2 separate regions of the Ovis aries genome follow, and region 1 is linked to region 2. The links are chromatin contacts, called in public Hi-C maps. All regions are on one chromosome and are shown on one strand. The core of a region is the stretch at or near the end of the contact, and the rest is flanking DNA. Distances in the headings are between cores, read along the strand shown.

Region 1 (4,565 bases), core at 1,987-4,486, 240 kb before region 2:
AAGGTCATTAACCTGCAGTGTCTTGGTAGCTAAGAATTTGTTTTACTTGCGTTTACTTGGACAAAGAGCAGAAGCCTTAATGACTTTAATGGCTTAAGGTCCAACTTTTGCAAGACCAACGTGCCAATTACTAATGACTGGTTTACCAATCTGTAAGGCGTTGTGCTAAGTAAGTGACTTCAAAGGCTTTTTTATATCCATTAAATTTTCCATTCCCAACTATCTTCAAAAACAAAACAGAACACACACACACAAGGAACTCAGCAAATGTTGGAGAATTAACCAAGGTCCTCTTTTTTTCCCCCTTGGCCATCTGCCCTTAGCCTTTGTCTGTAAGTGGAAGAATTTTTAGAGAAAAGCAAGCTCTAATTGGCTGCCTTAGAAATAACAAGCTCAACTTAACTGGTTCTTCTCATGGCCCCTGATTTTCTTGGCAGACCGGTTAAAAGAAAAGCACTTGTGTCATCAGGATATAACCTCTGTCCTCACAACACCCACAGCTCCTCGCAATGATGTCACCATCTGCCTTGGTCCTAAATGGTATTTGTCTCATCCTGCCTCTGTGAGCCTGCAAGTTCCCCAGGGATGCGGCCTATATGAGAGACGTCTCTCCATCCACGCTGACCTGTGTTGTTCAGCTGCTATAATTTATTCCTTAAGAAATAAACACCAATTTCCTTTGTACAATGCAACCTGATAGGAAAGTGCTAGCCAGAGGGGAAGAAATGAGTCACATGCCTACCTGAAGTGCTATGAACGTTGGTAAAGGAGTTGTCAGAGGCACTGTAGGGCCAGGCACCAGGTGAAGGCAGCGAGGTGTTGAGGGAAGAATTAGACCCTTAAGATGACAAATGAAGAACGAGATGAAAAAACTGCAGATAAATATCAGTGGAACTAGTCAAATCTTGAAGTATTTTATTTGACCTTCGATAAAAGGAAGGATAATCTAAAAAATAAACGTGAAAAACAAAGCTACCTAGTCTTGCATTTCCTGGTGTAATTACTAGACACCAGAGAATGCAAATGAAGCCAGAGACTGCCGAACAGGAAAACTGGTGCTGGATAAACATGAGGGGTTTTACTTATTTACCTGTGGTGTTATCCCGCAGAAGTTGGTGGTCAGTATCTACAATGGGAGATGTGGCTGTACCCCCCAGCACACTTCCTGGAGTGACATAGGGGTCAGATTCAGGGTCAATGTTTTGGATACCTTTCCATGGCACTCCTGGTTGGAATTCTGAGACAAGGAGAACAAATATTAGATTGAGGTAAGAAGTTGTTCAAAATATGGTCAAGTAATTTTTTGATACAACAAATCGGTCTAAGAAAAGTCTAAATTCTGAAGCTATTTTAGCTCAGATTTTCATCATTAAAAAAAAAAAGCCAGCCTGAACACATGCTTTGCCAGCAGCTCTCCTGTGCTGCCACCACACGCTCACCTACTTCCCCTCTGTGCCTGTGAACTTGATGCCAGCGAGAGTGAGGGTCTGGGGAAGACCCTGCTCCTGCCCTCCCGGCTCCCAGGCCAATTCAGGCCTGAGGGCAGGGAGGCAGGCCTGAATAGTGTGGTGCTCAGGACAACTGTGGGGACATCAAGGTGAAAACTGGGAGAGTATCTGAGCTGGAGAGGAGATACTTCTGCTTTATCTCACCGGGAAACTGGCTCAGATGCACAAAAGAAAACACAGATGATTGCTACTCCTGGAATGACCAGGGAAAACCAACAGGAATCATTTGGCTTATCATCAGAAGGCCTAGAATATATGTGTTTACAATTTCTTTACATCATATTTAAAGCTTTATATCATATTTTATATATCATATATATCTTTATATATTTAAATCATATGACAGAATAAACTTTTATATTCCAAATCATGAGGAAGAACGGTATGTAGTATACATGAATAATATGCATTAATAGAGACTATATGTATTCATAGCACAAATAATAGTATATAGAAAAAGGTTAAGGACACAGACTAAAACTCATTTTTATTTTTGGTTTAGTAAAAATTTCAAACTTTTCTACAATGAAAATAGATTACATGTATCAGAATAAAAGAGGAAAAACAGCAAATACTCTCACTGCTCTACAAGTCTACATCCCTAGAATCTGGTAATAAATACTTGGTGAATGAAAAACGAATCAATTCACTGGACATTTCAGAAGAAGTCAGGTTACAAGGCATCCTTTGCACAGATGAATGCCAAGTCCTGGCTCCAAAGTCCCCTTCTTGCATCCTCAGACTGCACTCCCCTAACTCCCTTTGACCCGTCTGTGCCCATGCTGTATCTACCACTCAGTAACCTGTCTTGCAGGTGATCAGCATCCACCCTATCTTCCTGACTGAACTCTACAGATCGAAGACCACCTCTCCCCACCCCATGAAAATCTGCTATCTTTCCAAAGAAACGCAGAAAAAATTAACTAGATGAAAAAAATCAACGTGGGTGGCAAAAAGCAATCTGTTCAGAACCTGAAATTAACAATTACAAAACAAATGACACCCCAAACACAAAACGACCATTTTCTGGACGGTAGTACCTGGAGGCCAACTGGCATTGCTAGATTTACTTCCGATTTTATTTGTTGGTGGAGATTTGGCAGGTAACCAGCTATCACCAGCAGGACCCGTATGGCCACCCAGTGTGTCACCTGGGATGATGTCAAACTGGTTGTACGGTGACCCTCCTCGGGTCTTACCAGGGGCCACGATAGCGACTGAGAAAAAAGAGAGGTGATAAGTTCACAGCAGAAAGGACTCCTATGAACAGAACTTGCTGAGCTTTCATTCAGAGGAACTCACAGTCTCCAGGATCTGGTCCTGGAACGAGGTGTTCACACGTGAGAGGCAGTGCGTCATTAGGAAGCAGGATGGCCACGACAATCCGTCTCACCTTCCTGGCTTCTCAGTCTGCACTGCTGCACACAGCACTGCTCTCATTTCTGAGTGCCCCTTTCAGTTTAAAACTCCACGGTCTTACGAAATTAACTTGAGAAACTTTCATAGACTATGAATCACACCATCATCCCCACCACCTTTACACTAATGACTCAAGAATGAGGAGTGGGAAAAACACTAAACAATCTGCAGCACATAAAAGGGTTTTTAACTACATTTCTACGGACACCAACCCACTCAAGTCCTTAAGTGCCGATCAGGCCTAGCTTAGTGGAAGAAGCAGAGTAAACAGAGGGAGCTTGCTGGAGAGAAAAGCATCTGCAATTGCTTTAAATTCCAGAGCAGTGAGCCGGCGTTCCTGCCAACGGTCTCTGCCAGCACAAGACCAGCCATGAACTCTGCAGCGCTGAGCTCCTGGGCCCCACACACGAAGAACAGCAAATCCTTTGTAAAACTGCTCTCCTCAGAGCATTTCAGGGGTTTTGTTGGTGTCCCCCTTATGCATCTTATGTGCTGGGAGGCAAGAAAAAATAATTAAAAGCTTAGCAATCCCCTTAAACTAATAAAAAATGAGCTTTAAATGAAAACTGTGGCCTCTGTGAGGTAACATTCTACTTGTTTCTCGAATGAAGTTTACATGCCATACTGTGTTGCCTGATGTATTCTAAGGATGCAGCTTATCAACAGATAAAATTACTTCCAGGGTAAGGTATTAAAAGGTTCAGTGGTTAAGACCCTGTGCTTCCACTGCAGGGGGCATGAGTTCAACCCCTGGGTTGGGGAACTGAGATCCTGAATTCTACATGGCATGACCAAAAAAAAAAAAACCCACCCCAAAAACTTTTTCTGTTTGTTATTGATTAAAGTAATCTGCTTGGTTTGGCCTAGCACAAGTATTCTGAAAACCATCTCCATGCTCCACTAAGGACTCATCTGCTTTTCTGGAGCCACTGGTAGGAATCTGACTCAAAGGCACGTTACAGTGAAGAAGCAGAAAACGAAAAGCTCAGTTACCTTGGGGATTGGCTCAGGAAATGGGGAAAACGTGACCTGTAAGTTCTCAAATGGCAAGCGAGTATTTTACCTTCAAGACCACTTCTCATGTGCATTTATAATCACACACCTATCATGTCTTTGGGAACAAGGGTCCTGATGAATCATAAGCCTAAGGAAGCAGCCAGAGGGTCCAATGCTAGAGATGCAGAGCTTGGATTATTCAGTTCAGAAACAGACTGGACATTTCAATAAACCATTCCTGATTCTGTAATATGAAATCAAATGATGATACTTAGGGATAGCAGGCAGACAGCTCCATGGGGCCACTTCACCAGCCTCCAGAAGTGCATGTGGAAGAGCAGGTTTAGAAAAGAACCCTGAAAGGCTCCAAGCTAATGGGGCTAAGGCTCCAGGAAGCTGCTGCAGGAGCCACTCTGACACCTATTTACACTTGGTTCTCATGGATACAGATGAGTCCAAGTAAATTACTGACAAGTGAAACAAACACTGACGCAAAGGCTGCAGGAAGGCCCCAAGACCTTTTATCCATTTCACAGGGAAATGGAGATGCTCTTACACAGAATTGAGAGAGATGAAGAGCTGACCCACTTTCACGACCAAAGCCTGCAAGACCTTCAACTGCTGTCTTGCAGACACTGCAAT
Region 2 (4,827 bases), core at 1,835-4,334:
ATGGAAGAGTTGATTTGGGAGACAGTGGCTGGGAGGCACAACCTTAAACATACTGAGTATGAAGCCCTAGGGAAGAATTCCAGCAGGTAAATATGGATGTTGTTTTAGAGAATGGAAGAGAGATCAGACATGGATACTGAGGTTAACACACAGAGAAGTGACAGTTTAAATCCCAAAAGTAAATAACATTTTCAAGTAGTTGAAAAGAGGGGGGGAAAAAAAAAAAAGGCAAAACAAGCCTGAGTCTGATCCTCAGTGTTTCTCTCCGGGACAGAATTCAGGGCTCTCAAAAGGGACAGAGCATGAGGGAGTCTTCGGAGAGTGATGGAACTATTCTGTACCCTGATTGTGGCACTGGTTATATGAATCTGTACATGTGTTAACATTCAGAATGTTACTATATTAATAACAGAAATTTTCAAAATTAAAAAATTTACTTCCCAGGCTCTATGAACTGCTCCATTTAAGTATTCTTCCAGAACATGCCTTTAGCACATGAGCTATTCTCTTTACTGTCCCATTAAACTAAAACCGCTAAAATGAACCCTAAGTCATGACATTCTAAACTGTTTCTTAAGTAAACTGACATTTACTGTGCTCCTATTATATGTATCAAGCACCCTGCTGGATACAAAACTGAATGATGCCTGGTTCCTGGAAGGATTAACTGACAAGAGCAACGTATCAAAGTGTAGACCTGTGCAAAAGGCTCTGAAAGCCTTGACCCCTGAAATAAAGGCACTTTAATTTAATTAAATAGGGAAGAAATTAAAACAAAGCTTAGATGTAACACCAGCAAAAATGCTAATCTCTAAAAAATTAAGAATGAGTTTCATTAATTTTTAAGTTAGATATGAAGAACCTTATCATCAGTCACATTTCCTTTTCCTATCCCTTTCTGCTTCTCAGTGTCCTTTCTGAATTTCTTCCTCTGGATAATTTGGGAGGGGGTGCAAAATGGAACATACATAGTGTTTGAAATCAGACTGAAGACTAAACCGATGCCCTTTAATTCCTAGCTCTATGGCTTTTGGAGGCTGTTTTTCCCATCCATAAAACAGTAATGATACCGACCTCACAGGCTTGAGGTAAGTACTAGGTAAAAAATATAAGCAGGTTGGCATAGGCAAAGCACACCAAAAAAAAAGTTAGCTAACGTTATCATTACCATTTGAACAAATGGCACTGTTCTGATTTAAAAGATTTTTAAGTGCTTCCATTTGAATGAGGACAAAAATATTTCCCAATCCACCTCCCAAAGGGCATGACATTTATGTGCTACCTTAGAAAAGCCGCTTGGGAATTTCTTCTCCTTTAGTCCCATCAGAAACTCTTCTGCTCAAATGTTTGGGACAAACACTTAAAAAGAGTCAAGAACTAAAAAATTATTTTAAAGGCATCACATCATCACTGTATTCTAAGTGGAACAAACCAGTCTGATTCGTGTTCTGGATACTTGCCTTAGTGTATGGACCTACTACATTCACGACTCTTCTACTACCTATCTAGTGAGACAACGCACACGGTAGAGGTGTCAACGTGCTGAAAGTTCTGCTTTTTAAGAGCCATTTACGTAACACTACCAAAAGCTAAACATAGTGCCAAAGCCACCCGAATCATTAGGAAACTATCATCCCATTGAAATTCCCCACAACTAGGAAGAAAACAGCCGCTATTGTTAAACTTGCACAAAATGCTAAAATGTAAGATTTCTATATATCTTATTTCTGTGTGCTTAACTACTGGGGGAGGGGAACAGTAATTAACAACGTTTTATTCACTGACTATGGAGAAACATCTCTGGCTAATTTTGTTCTATATTTTGCCTATACTGTAAGCAAATCGCCAACTTGAATTCACCTTATGCCTGGCTTCAACCTTTAGCACCGAGGCTAAAAAGTAATAGTGCAGCCGGCAGATACGTGAAAAAGCAGGGAGCCTGAAAAGACCTAGACTAACTCCTGGTGTTCAAAGAACCGAGGATGGGCTGGGCCTTAAGGTCACTGACAAGAGGCTACCATTATTGGGTGTCTTCAGCCACTACATAGTCCATTTCAGCCCACTGTGGAAACCCACTAGTTTGAAACCAAGGGCGCAGGACCAGGGAATGGCAGAAAACACTTTTGGCTGGTCGTCCGATGATAGTCTCCTCGCCCTCCGTTCCCTGGGGAAGAGTTAATCGACTCTTAGGAGGCCACACAGGCAGGGCTCCGGGGTGAGGGGTGGAGTTGGGACCCCCGGCCAGGGTTGGGCAGGGGAGCGCATTCACTCTGTCACGCAGGTCCTGCACACAGGTGGGGACAGGGAGGCTCCGAGGCCTGACGCGCAAGGGGCCCCGACGCGCCTCCGTGGGCCTCGGCTCTCCGCCGCGATGGGGACCCCTCCCGGCCTCGAGGTGCCCCGGCGACGGGAAGCGAACTCGACTTGACCGGCCCACCCGGAAGCCCTCCCCCAGCTCACACCTGCCGGCGCGTGACGCCCGCCGCCGCCGCGTGCGCCCGCCCGCCCCGACCCGGCCATTCCGGGCGCCCCTGCCCCGAGCGCGGACCTCGCCAGCGTCCCTCCCCGCCCGGGGGTCAAACCCACCAGACGCCCGCCCCGCGGAGCGCGCGCCCAACGCCGCCGCCCCCGCCGGCCCCGCGCGCGCTCACGCCCCTCCCGGCCCTCTCCCCGCCGCGCGCGCTCACTCGCGAGGACACGCACACGCTGCACCTCAGCTTGACAGGCCGGCCCCGCGCCGCGCGCTCCCGCGGACGTCCTCGCCCACCCGGCCGCCCGGCTCTGACTGGGCGGTGAGCAGGGGGAGGGGAAGGGCGGCGGTGGCCGTCGGTCCTCACTCACCGCCGAGCCGTGCCGGCTCCGAGTGCGCGGCGTTCCGCTGTGAGGCGATGCGCTGCGATGCGCGCGGTCCCCGCTCCTTCGCAGGCTATGGAGGCGACGTAGTAGGGGGACTGAGAGGCTCGGGGGAGGGGGTCAATCCCTCCCGCTTCACCTCCGAGAAACACGGGGACCCCAGAAACTAAAAACAAAATAAACAAACTTTCCCCTCCGCCTCCCTCCCCCAAAACCACAACACAAACACTCGGGGCCCCGCCCAGAGCCCCACTCCATTGGCCGCAGGGAGGATGCTGCCGGCCCTCACTGGCTGGCTTTTGTGCCCGTCAAGCTGCCGTTCCGCCCCTCCAATGCCTCGCCGCAGCCGTCGCCCCTCATTGGTCAAATGCGTTCCGTTTGACGAGCTAGGATTGGCTGAGCTGCCTGCGCCAATCATTCGGGGACACACCCCCTCAGCATCCCAGAGGCCGCTTCCTCGGTCGCGGACGCGGAGAAGCGAAGGGGAAACTAGAGCATGATGGCGGCCGAGCTCAGTTGGCGCAACCATCGTCTTTTTCCTTTTATTAGTTCATTAGTGCCTCGCCCTCGCGCTGTTCCCCCTAAGCTCCTCTCTTCATCCAGTACTGCCTAATAACGGAATCTATACGTCCCGGCTCCTTGATTTATCCCCTCAGAAGTGCTGAGTGTGGGCTGGTTGTGAGTCATTGGACTGTCAGCATGTCACTCGTTAGTCAAATCTTCAAACTATTGGTGGAACGGCAAGAAAGCCCGTCCAACAACAAGGGCTAATGCCATTGGTTTGTCTCCACCAAGTTCTTTCCTGGTACCTTATTGGGCAGATAGGCGCGTCGGTCAGCTTCGCACTGTTAATTGTTTGCTAGGCCGTTTGGATGACTGTTCATTTGGCCTGTAGTTGGAAATAACGATTACCCGCTTGCGTACCGCTTGCGTGCCCACTTTGTGCCAACTGTGCAGAGTTCTTTACAAGGACTATCGATTAAAGCTGTGAGTTATAGGTTCTCTAAATTTTACAGACGAGACACTAAAGCTCCAGAGTGGTTAGGATATTTGCCCAAGGTCACCTAGATAGAAAATAGTTCGTAGACCAACATTTGGTCCCAGATCTGACTCCAAAGCCTAAGCTCTTTTCACTGTACTTTAGTGTCTCCCTTAGTCTAGAATCGTTCCTGTCAGCCAACCCTGCATCTTCAAAAGGTTTCATTCAGAGCCTAAGGTCCTCAGTTTCTGGAGGTGACACTGTTGGGGACTAAAGCTATGGATAGGTTATCATTGCCTCCACTGTATCTTCTCCAGCACGCATTCCTCCCACCCTAAACGAAACAGTCTTGGTGTTTCCTGACCGGAAGCCCATTTACCTTTATGGTCATTTTCTCCACTTTGTAAATAAATGAATACTTCTACCAGCCTTCTGTTTCAAGCCTACCTTCCCAACTCCCACCCATCCATCTCCAGCTCACTCTTTTCTGAGAGAATCTTGAAGAGCCAGAAACAAGGAGAGCATCCAAAGAGGGAAAGAGAATAAATCGGTTTAGGAATAATTTACTGTATGCAAATAGAACAGCCCTTTCTGGAAAGCTTCCAGAGTAGCCCCTGATGCTGTGCAAGAGGTGTGTTTCTGGCTCCTGGCCATTGAATTCTTTCCTGTGGCAGCTTTCAGCAAAGTGAATCCAACATTCCAGCCAGGGGAGGGCAGAATGCTTAGGACTCAGTGCCAGAGAACCAGCCCCAGGCTCTGGTACTGAAATGATCTTCAGGAGCACAGTGCTGGACTCGGGCCCACATTCCATCTCGGGTAATTAACATTTTACCATCCCAAATCCCCATCCCCGTAGCTTCAGTAGGATCACTGCCCTTGTTTCATCTCCTGATCCAAGCTGTTGTGTAACCACACTGGCACTGCTTTAATAATAAAACAACTACTGTAACACAGAAATAGTGCTCAACACTTATAGCTTTTCAGCAGAGGAAGAT

Evidence for each region. A called contact is a pair of places that touch in the nucleus more often than the background predicts.
Region 1: a contact with region 2 is called in a Hi-C map of skin fibroblasts, with 2.3 times the contacts expected there. The contact joins the enhancer-like site here to the promoter of TNRC6B in region 2. A contact is called at or near these places in 3 of 16 Hi-C or Micro-C datasets (omental adipose tissue, skin fibroblasts and tail adipose tissue).

What each region holds. Positions count from the first base shown.
Region 1 is chr3:217,462,087-217,466,651 of ARS-UI_Ramb_v3.0, reverse strand. It overlaps TNRC6B (trinucleotide repeat containing adaptor 6B), which reads right to left. Exons shown (of 25, transcript XM_060413567.1): 19 at 2,549-2,725; 20 at 1,091-1,237; 21 at 743-838. Among named protein-coding and RNA genes, the nearest start is that of ADSL, 28 kb to the left of the region's middle. Within about 2 kb of position 3,236, at least 13 of the 54 cell types and tissues checked have an H3K27ac peak or open chromatin away from gene starts, as enhancers often do.
Region 2 is chr3:217,222,713-217,227,539 of ARS-UI_Ramb_v3.0, reverse strand. TNRC6B (trinucleotide repeat containing adaptor 6B) reads right to left here and starts at 3,084. Exons shown (of 25, transcript XM_060413567.1): 1 at 2,842-3,084.